2 separate regions of the Gossypium hirsutum genome follow, and region 2 is linked to region 1. The links are chromatin contacts, called in public Hi-C maps. All regions are on one chromosome and are shown on one strand. Each heading gives the region's core, a stretch centred on a gene start, on an enhancer-like site or on the middle of the called end of the contact. The rest is flanking DNA. Distances are from core to core; before and after follow the strand shown. Region 1 holds the start of LOC121232120 (cytochrome P450 85A). Region 2 holds the start of LOC107953315 (protein RALF-like 27).

Evidence for each region. A called contact is a pair of places that touch in the nucleus more often than the background predicts.
Region 2: a contact with region 1 is called in a Hi-C map of leaf, with 1.9 times the contacts expected there. The contact joins the promoter of LOC107953315 here to the promoter of LOC121232120 in region 1. A contact is called at or near these places in 4 of 34 Hi-C or Micro-C datasets (all in leaf).

What each region holds. Positions count from the first base shown.
Region 1 is chrA07:12,297,656-12,303,072 of Gossypium_hirsutum_v2.1, forward strand. LOC121232120 (cytochrome P450 85A) reads right to left here and starts at 1,275. Exons shown (of 9, transcript XM_041117580.1): 1 at 950-1,275; 2 at 551-872; 3 at 319-468; 4 at 1-237. The coding sequence starts at 1,143.
Region 2 is chrA07:12,429,977-12,435,328 of Gossypium_hirsutum_v2.1, forward strand. LOC107953315 (protein RALF-like 27) reads right to left here and starts at 3,594. Exons shown (of 1, transcript XM_016888576.2): 1 at 2,844-3,594. The coding sequence starts at 3,470. The coding sequence ends at 3,135. LOC107955911 reads right to left here. Exons shown (of 1, transcript XM_016891693.1): 1 at 5,199-5,352. The coding sequence ends at 5,199.

The DNA of each region.
Region 1 (5,417 bases), core at 25-2,524:
AAGAATAGATGGATGATCATGTAGGTACTTAACGGCCATCATCGATGTCGTCGACACGGTCTCGTAACCAGAATACAAGATGGTAATGATTTGATCAATGATCTCAGCATCACTTAATTTGTATCTATTATTATCATCTTTGCTCATCAAGTAAGCAAGCATGTCCTTGTGTGATTCTTGACAGCCTCTTCTCTTTCCTATCAGTTGCTTTAGTATTGTAAGTATAATTTTCCTTGCCTGCAAGGTGATAAATGAACAACTTAATCGACTTGAGACTATGGAATGTAATGAAAAACAAAATGCTGATGGATTTTTTACCTTAAGTCCTCGTCGATAATTCGTACCGGGGAGATCGATAGGCAGCGATAAAGTCCCCAACACTAATTTAAAGAACTCATGCATGAATTCTCGTGCTATTGAAGTTGATTCAACACTTGCAATTTGTTTAAGTGATGATAAAAATGCCATCTACAGACATACACAAAAATACATATTAGGAAAACAGAGGAAAACACCTATGAACTAATGCAAAGCTGTAAAAGAAACAAACCTGTTTGGTCTTTTCTTGAATGTCAATGATTTTATTATCCCAATCACTCACAAAATTTCTCATGAATTCATCTATTTTAGGCAAAAGTTGTTGTTTAATCATAGTAGGACTAATGAGAGCAAGCAAAGCTCCTCTCATTTGTTTATGTGTAGAACCATGAACAGCTGCAATGTTACATTTACCCAAGATATCTAACATGGACTGTGGATAACCAGGAACAAGACCTTTAGCTTCATTCATTAGTATATATCTATTAAGCTCTGGATCCATGGAAACAGCTGTAGGACATCCTAGTATATGTGATTTGAAGAAACTCCCATACCTGTAAGGACCAAAATGAAAAAATTACAGAATGTTTGAGAACATTTGAAATGAGAGCGGGGTATGGGGGCAGTTTACCTTGCTCTTTGGTTTTTCATGAAATTAGGACCTTGTTTGAGAAACTCTGTGGTTTCACCAAAGATTGGCCAACCCATAGTACCAGGAGGCAACCCTTTTTTACTGAACTTAAGTTCATTCCATCTTAACAAAGCAGTGCATATAGAAAGGGCCAGAATGAACACCAGTACCAAAACCACCATGAAAAGAGCCATTGTTTTTTTTTTTCTTCTTTTAAAGATCTCCAAAAGCTCTGCAAAAATGGTTATGGGAGTTCTCTCATTAGTCTACATATACTAAAGGGGTGCACACACACCCATATATATATAGGAGTGTAAAGTGTTAAAACCCATAGTCCCACACACCCCTCTCTCTATGTATAGTCCATTGACAAGATAAAAGACATATAGGCTGAACCATGCAGCTCATTAGGAAAGGACCCTACACCTTAAAAAAAGAATTTCAAGGAAATTATATATATTTATTTTAAACATTTAAAAAAGAAGAAGAAGAAGAAAGAAACAGACTATGCAGATTAAGAAAGAATTCATTCTTCAAGAATACGGGGGCATGAATGTTTGTTTGATAGTAAAGATTTTACAGTCTTCTACCAGTAGAAGTAAAAGTAAATTAATCTCAATAATGAAAGAGCAAACCGATTTTTTAATTAAAAATTTTCATTTATTTCTATTATTAAAAATTAATATTTACACATTAATATAATGTACATGTGACATTTCACGTATCACTATTTATATCTACATTTTTTAAGAGTATAAATAGATAAAAAATTTAATAGAAAAAACTAATTTGTTCTTTGAAAAAATATATAAAAATTAATTTTTAATTTTTAAAATAAATAAAATATAATATAATTTAACTTTAAATGAAAGAACTGCATTAGGAGAATGAACCCAATTCTTGTCTGTTTCTTCACATACATATAATGTATGTATATGTGTGTGTGTGTGTATGGAATTACAAAGAAGTTATCTGGATATAATTGGAATAAAAACTAGATGAAAGATGCAACTAATTCAGTCAAAGTAAAATAAAGGTAAAGGTTGGAAATGTGTGATGAGGGTAAGAGGCACATGCATACCACCCTATTGGACCTAAAAATTATATATCTCTCTCTATATTACATAATATAATATATATTATATATAAGCTTACTTCCAAAGCACAGTGCTTCACATGTCTGTCAACAAGATCTGTTCATGGATATACAAAAAAGACCACTAAAAGACAGGCTCCTGGTTACCATGTGAATAAGTGAAGAGAGAGATAGAGAAAGGGGTTTGGTTCCATTGTAACTACTAGTTTCAAGCTTTTGACTGCCCCTCTTTGGCTAAAAGTACCATGGATGTTTTCTTTATTAGGGGTTGGGTTGTTTTGTTTTTTTTTTAAATACACATTACACGTTATAAATAACTGTTTGATTATTTTATCATTTATGTTAATGTTTAACCATAAAATGGAATTTTTTTTAGTACCCAAAGGAAAATTTTATTTTAAAAGCTTGAAATTAAATTATTATTATTATTTTATTGCAACTTATATTTGTGTCTCAGGTTTGTTTTCAACAGAGACTAAAAATGAAAAAAGAAGAGCAAACAGTACAGTTTACAGACTTAGATTGATTACGTGAAGAAGTAGAATTCTTTTGCTTTCTTTTTGATTGATTATACGTTGTGCAGTGTACTTTGGAGGAGATGTACTTTTAACAAATTTATAATTATAATTTTGAAAATACTACTGGTAGAAATTTAAGTTTTGAGATTTTAAATTTGATTTGATTTATTTAATTTTATAATTAATTACTATTCATAAATTTTGAAAATTTAGAGATATATCTAAAATTTTAAGATTTAATTATGAATTTCATCTATTTAGTAGTCCATTTACTTTAATTTGTTACACACCAACTTTAACTATTGATTTTTTGTTAATTCATTGTATATAAATTGTTGAATGACAATTTTCAGTAAAATAAAATTATGAAAAATTAAAACCGAGGGGGCTAAATTCTCAATTTTTAGCAAGGTGTTTAATTATTGAAATACAAGGAAAGAAAACACTAAGCATTTGTCTTGATGTAAAATTGGAATCAAGAAAACCCTGAATTTCTTTTCCGAGAATTAAAGTCATTTCTTAGGTAGAGTTTAATTAATTTTACTATTACTATGAACTGACCTTACTAATTATCATTCAAACAATCTTTTCATTACCTTCAGTAGACATCTTTGGATATTTGTGATCAATTCCGAATCATATTATTTAATTATTAAATATTGTTAGGAGAGAGAAAAAAAACCCCAATAAATTGTCTCTAAACAATTTTTTTTATATAAATAATGGACTTTTTCTTTTTTCTTTTTTTAAAAAAATTGCTTAAAAATTAATTCCCAAAATATATATTAAATATTAAAAGGCACAATGTTTATAGTTTTTTTGTCGATATTGTATTTTTTAAAAGAGTCAAATTTGATTACTAAAATATTATTTTTTAATAAAATATTAAATTTTTAAATAAGGTAGTCCGCATGACAATGCATATATATTTCATATTATTTTTTTTAAAAAATTATGAACTTCTATTATTTTTATTTTATGTTTTGAATAATTTTTAAATTATTTTTTCACATGATTATAAAATAAATAGTATCAAGTAAACATAAAATATACATAAATAATCACGTAGATTACGATACCAACATCATTAAAAAATTTAATATTTTAATCTACATTTTATTTAAAAAAAAGCGATTTAACTCTTTTTGAATTTCTAATTTAACTAAAAAAAAGTAAGGATGAAAGTGAGAATGAGAAAAAAAATGGTTAAAAAGTAATTGTTATTTATTAAAAAAAAAGGAGGTCTCCACTCAAATCATAATTATGCAATAATTAAATAGAAAAGGATTTAGAGAAAAGGGAAGCATGGTTTAAATCCAAAAAAGGGAACAATGAAAATTTGGAGGTTTGCAATTAGAATAAGATATTAAGGCTAGTCTTATACACTAATCACATCAATTGACTAAAAATAATAAAGATTGTGGATTTGGAATTTTGCTAATACATTACTTTTTTGTAATTGCGTGGAAGATTTGGATGTTTTATTATTTTTGATTGATTGGAATATAAATAAATATGTGTGTATGAGACAACACAATCCGACCATTGCCCTGAATTTGCTTAATTTTTCCGAAATTTCAGGGACATTTTTTTTTTGTTTTAATCTTTCATAATTAGTAGGGCATCAAATTAATTACATATCCTTAAAATGAAATATGAACTTTAATCCTTGAGATAGGGCAAGATGTGTGCTTTTTCAAAGCTTTATTGACTACACTACTAATCAATTGAATATTAGTTGAATTCTCAATCTTTTAATATTGTTGAATTGTATTTTATCTTTCTTATTAAAAAAATTATTAAACTAATCTATGTATATTAGGTCAAAGAGTAAATTAATTTTTTTGTTAAAAATTTTATCCATCTCTACTATTAAAAACTGATTTCTGTATCAAAATGATGTACATATGACGTACTACGTGTTATTGTTTAATTACTAATTTTTAACAGTAAAAATGGATAAATTTTTTAACAAAAAAATTAGTTTACTCTTTTTTTTTTGTGGATAATAACATAATAATGCTATATCCAGGGTGGAGCCAAAAAAATTTTATGGTAAGCCGAAATAAAGTTGTATATTTTTATGATAGCAAAAGTAAAATTTCACCATTTTAATAGCCTATATATTTATTATTTTTAAAAGATTAAATCATTTTTTTCTTATTTTGGGGGCTAAAGTGTAATTTTATTATATATAAATATATATTTTTAAAATTATAAAAAGACTAAAGGTAAAAGTTTACATTTTAGGGTGCCTTGGTTCCGCCCCTAACTATATTAAATTGAAATGAACAAAAACACCTAAAGCCTTGTATTGCTCAAGAGTGTCAATTAACTCCCTGCATACCCTCCTTCTCAACAAAAGACATTTTGGTTATAAAATCAGCAATTTGATTACACTCCCTAGGCACATGATTTATTATCCAATGATTTCTACTTTGCAGTATTTGTTAAATTTACTATAAGACTAATTTACTCTTTGATTTAACATGTAGGAATAATTTACCCATTTTTTAAAGTAAAAAAGACAAATACAATTTAATTTTTAATATAAAAACCTTCATAATAATTTTAGTTCTAATTTGAATGAACTTAAATGCTTATTTTGTAAGTTTAGAAGATTTAAAAGTAACTAAAAAAAAGAAGGTTTAAAAATTAAGCACTAACCAAAAATCACTAATTGAAACTTGGGTAAAATTATTGATATCCTTTGAGGATATTATTTAATAAATAAAATTTAAATTTCATTTGGAAGATATTTAAAATTATTTTAGTATATTTTTGTTAAAATTTTGAGCTAGGTTAAGATTTTTGACTTTGCTTATTCCAAGCAAACCCATAAATACTTTTAATA
Region 2 (5,352 bases), core at 2,344-4,843, 130 kb after region 1:
ATTTTAACCTTAAATTTTCTAAAAATTACATTTAGCCCCAGAAGTTTTGCTACATTTGTGATTTGGTCCTTCAGACAGATTACGTGATTTGGGGCATCCACTTCCCAGATTTTCAAGCCAAAAACATGGGTGGTTGTTCCTTCTTCACCCACTACCTGCAAATGGCATAAAAAAGAAGCAAAATGGTAGAAATAAAGGAGGAGACCACACCAAAAAGAGAGGATTCTCTCCCATTGGAGAAAAAAGAGCAAAAAAATTCCAACAAAAAAAATTCCAGCAAAAAATTTTTCAGCAAAAAAAAACCAAAAAAAAGGAACATTCAGCAATCTAAGCAAGAAAAAAACTTCAATATCCGGCAAGTAACCAAGCAACCAAGGACTAACCACCATTAACACCACAACCAAGCTCCCAAACCGAAACCCACTCTAAATACTCGAGCCAATCGATTATAAGCCACCCCAAAACCCAAACCTCAACTACCCATAGCTTGATTTCACGCGGTGCATACGATAGCTGTTGGTGGCGCGCACGGTAGAAGGAGAAAGAGGGGTTCGGCGGCTTGAAGCTTGGATTTTTTCTTTCTTTCTTTGTTTGATGCTGGAGATTTGTTTGTTTTGGGGGGGTTAGTATTAAAAAAAGAAATATTTTAGTTAATGGGTTGGTTTATGTAAGGTTTGATGGGTTAAATTTAGTTTGGGTTAATTAGTGGGTTGGGTGATGATATGTTAAGTTAGTGGGTTGGGTTGGTTGTGTTGGATTATTAAGTTAGTGGGCTGAGATTGGTTTGTGTTGGGTTGAAGTAATTTGGATTTTGTATATTTTATGTAGATTTTATTTGTAATTGTTCTAAACAAAAATTGGTCTTAAAAAAATAAAAAAACAATAAAAAATATTAAATTTTAAAATGGTCGGGTCAATCTGACTCTATTGGCGGCAATCTGATCTAGTTAAGATCACCCACAAAGGCCTATTTCGACAGAAATAATCAAACAAGGAATACAATGGCGAAGGACGAACGAACCGAGTACGAGACGAGAAAAATGCTTCAAAAAGATACAAAGAGGAGATCAGACAAGAAATCCTAAGCACAATAGATGAGAAGTGGAAAGATGAAGGCCCAATCTTTGAAGCCGAGGATGAGCTAATAGGGAAATTCATCTCTGATGGTAAGTACTTGGTAAGATTGACCTATTTTAAAGAATTTAATGAGAACTTAAATGATGACAATGCTCATTCTAACTCACTTATTGATAAGTGTGATTGGGGAATGTTGTGGTTGGTGAAATTATCATTCCAAATTACAATATTTTTGTCGAAGATATTAAACAATGCCTTACCATACAAGTTGGAGATAAAAAAGAGAATTCAAACCATAGACACTGGTTGTGCGCTGTGCCATGATAGTGTAGAAGATTTAGAGCACCTTTTTACGGACTGTCCTTTTACAAGGATTGTTTGGATTGGATCAAATTTGGGGACCAGAACTGATATCTTGAAGATGAATTATCCTATTGAATGGATTCTCTCAATGTTAAGGCGAATTAAATCAGCAAAGGAGGATAAGGACAACTTCATATTGTTTACCTCAAATTTATGGAGTATTTGAAACCAACAAAACTAGGTTATTTTCAAGGGAAGAACCCCAATTCTAATCGTTGTCATCAACATGGCTGTGGTTTACACCAATAGAGCGATTAAGGCTTATGAGAGTTGGTGTAATTACAAACCGCTAGTGCAAAGTAATTTGGTGACGAGAATGGAGAGCATGACGACACCAACTTATAACGTGTATGTTGGATGGAAGAAAGGAAATGTAAGAGTTAGCGTTGTCATTCTAATAAAATCTCCGGATGATATTACAAAGAAATTTATTAGGAAAATTTTCGATCAATCTTCTAGGATCAAAAGCAAGCTGTTGATTTCCGATTCATCCTTGCATCTTCTTGTCGTATGGGTTTATCATCTGTAGTGTTTTGGACTAAGGATAAACTACTTGGGAAAATTTTCGAAGGAAAAGAAATCAAGGTGAATTGGGAAATCCAACCAGTATGGGATGATATAGTGGTGATGAGAAGACTCTTCCCGTTTACAAGATATTGTGGGAATGATACTAAAGCCCTATACCGGGCATGTAATGTAGCTGCTACAGTACTTTCAACTTGTTAAATTAGATTTGTAAGTATTTTTACTTGTATTACTTGTATGTTTTCATTTTGTTCATCTATCAATAAAAATTTCGAATCATTTTTAATTCGACTTATTCAAGTGTACTTTTATATGATTAAATAAGTAAATAAAATTTTCGAAATTGGATAAAACGTAACTAATAAACAATAAGATATTATATATACCACTATCTCTTCTCCAAAAATTTATGTTAAAAAAATCTAAGATAATATACTGGATGTGTCTTCAAATTTCAAACCCATATGTAAAAATAGATACAATCTTGCAATTCAAGTTCATGATCTGTTTTCTTTGAGAATGAACGTTTAGAATTCATATTTTCAATTTTTTATTCATATACAAAATCAGATTAGTTTCCTTAATTATTTTCCCTCGAATTCATTCAATTTCCTTCGGTTAAAATACTCGAGAGGTCCCTATATCATAATGACTAGATTAAACTATTCCCTCTATTATTAAATAGATCAATTTAGTCCCTATAAATTAAATAATTCCAAGTTATAACAGAATTAACATTTACTATAAAAAATATCTTGAATTTTTGTTTTCAATTGCAGTTCAATTTCAAACAAAATATTTCATTTAAAGAATCATAAAAACTTTAAAAATATTAACTCTATTAAATAGTAAATGATATATATTTTTTAAACAGTAAATATTAAATCTATTCTAATTTAGTCTTATTTGGATCTTTTCGATAGTACAAAGACTAATTTGATCAAGTCTCTATATTACAGGGACCTCTAAGGTACATCACCAATTTCTTTGCCATATCTCTGGTTTTTCACACCATACCTTATGATTATGCGAAGAACACAGTTCTTAAACTCACAATGATTTGTATAAAGTCACAATATATCTACTAACAGAAGAACAGTAACATCAAAAACCAAACACAAAAACAAAACATCAAACCTTCCATATATTTTTAGTCCTAATTTATTTTTTCATTTGACTCCCCTCTTGCAACGATTATATGTTGTACAAGGCCGATAATCAGGACCTGCAGGTTTTATACAATTCCCATAAATATACGCATTGCAAACCGGTTGACGCTGTAACCCTCGATAAGATATAGGAGTATCTGCAGCAAGTCTCCTTCGTTTCACCTCGGATTCACCGAACAACACCACTTGTTCTTCATCTTCGATGAATTCACCAATTGTTTCATCGTATTTCGTAGTGTTTGGTTTGCTCTCAGGAAAGGCTAAAGCTGCTGATTTGGTCACACTGTTGTTGATTAACAGCAAAGAAGCTAATATGAACAATGGAAAATATCCCATTGTTCCTCTTTTGATCTTTTTTTCTTTTTCCGATTTGTTTTTCTGAGTTTGTAGCCACTTGAATAAATAATATGTTGGGAGATTATCTATAAGAAAAAGTTGTAAATTGAGGATAAGTAATGAAAGGGTATGGTTTCATTAATTGGTTTAAGGGTCTTATAGTGGGGCCTTTGCTATTTCATCTTCAAATTTGGTGAAAGAAAATGACAGTGATTTTGCTTGACTTGGTCAAGTTTTATTTTTAATTTTTTAGAAAAAACTTGAAAACTAAGATTAAAATTACCAGTTGGATATATTTTTTTTCTTTTTAATTTTGTTGGTGTAACATTTTGAAATAAAAAATATTCAAAAATAGCATTCTTATAAACCTGAATTTAACAAATTTATTTACAGAATTAATATTTGGATCTGAATTTTAAAATTTGAAAAGTAAAAAGACTAAATTTCAAACTCATAAAGAGTATAGAAAATTATGACATTTTTAAATTAGACCTTTTGATACTAAAATGCCACATATTCAAATTTAATAATATTATTAATTAGATTTTAATTTTTAAATTAAGAATTAAATATAGAGAAGTTAAATTATAAAAAATTCAAAGAATATAGAAACTAATGACAAAATTAAACCTTCGATTTTGCATTGAATTTAGTTCGGTTTCCAAAGACTAGTGCAAATCCCCACCAATTTCGGCCAATGCAGGGGGCAAATGGAAATTAGAACACGAAAGGCCATCACTGAGCCCCAAGAGTACAATAATTATGGTTTGTCAATACATGGAGTGCTGGCATCAGCTCTCTCAGGATAAAAAATTAAAATCCATAGTTTTGGCTAAATAAAATGTTTATTGAATTTTATGTGTCAATTGAACATATCTCTTGTTTTAGGTACATACTTAACCGATTCCTAATCCAATTAATTCCAATAACATGATAAAAATAATAAAACATTGAGTCTCAATAATTATTCTCTAATATTAACCAAATCTCTTACTCTGCTTAAAAAATCTAATTAATAATTATAACTACATAATATATTATAAGTATAATGATAAACTTTTAAATAAATAAATTAGAATCGAAATAGAGTTATTATAAATAAATTCTTTAAAATATGAGTTGAATTTATAGACGTAACATAAAAATTAATCAAAACATAAGCACTACATGAAAAATAATATTAACATATATGAATTTATGGATGATTGTGCATATTGAAATCAATATATGATAAGTTTAAAAGTTATATAAGTCTATAAATTTTAATATGAATATATAAATGAGACTTTTCGGAGTTTAATATTAATAATAATATAAATCACAAATAATATATGTTGGATTAATTAGAACTGAAATAATCTAAATATGAAATAAAATAGGCTAAAAATTGGAAAATAGCTAAACTTAAGTTAAAATAAATTGAGATAAAATTTATACATAATAAAACTTAAATTTAGAATAATTTAAAAGAGAACTCACACATAAAATTTCATATATTTAATCATTCAAACTAATCTTAAAAAACCAATACCCTTTTAGTTGTTCTTAAAACAATATGCTCCAATTAAAAATTCTACACCTCAATGAATTGAGGACAGCTTTTGTATAAGTGTATAGATTATTATGAGAATTATAATGACAAGATTAAGAAAAGCAACATATAAAATTGCTTACTCAAAACATAGATGAAATAAGCTAAAAACAAATTTAACAATCTTGAAAAAATGATTATCGAACTCCTCGCTTGCATCGTGTATACACAGTACAAGGTCGATATGATGGACCAATAGGTACAATGCAATTACCGTAGATGTTACCATTACAAACCCCCGGCTTCTGAATAGCTCCATAACATATATGACGACCACGATCGTATGTTGGT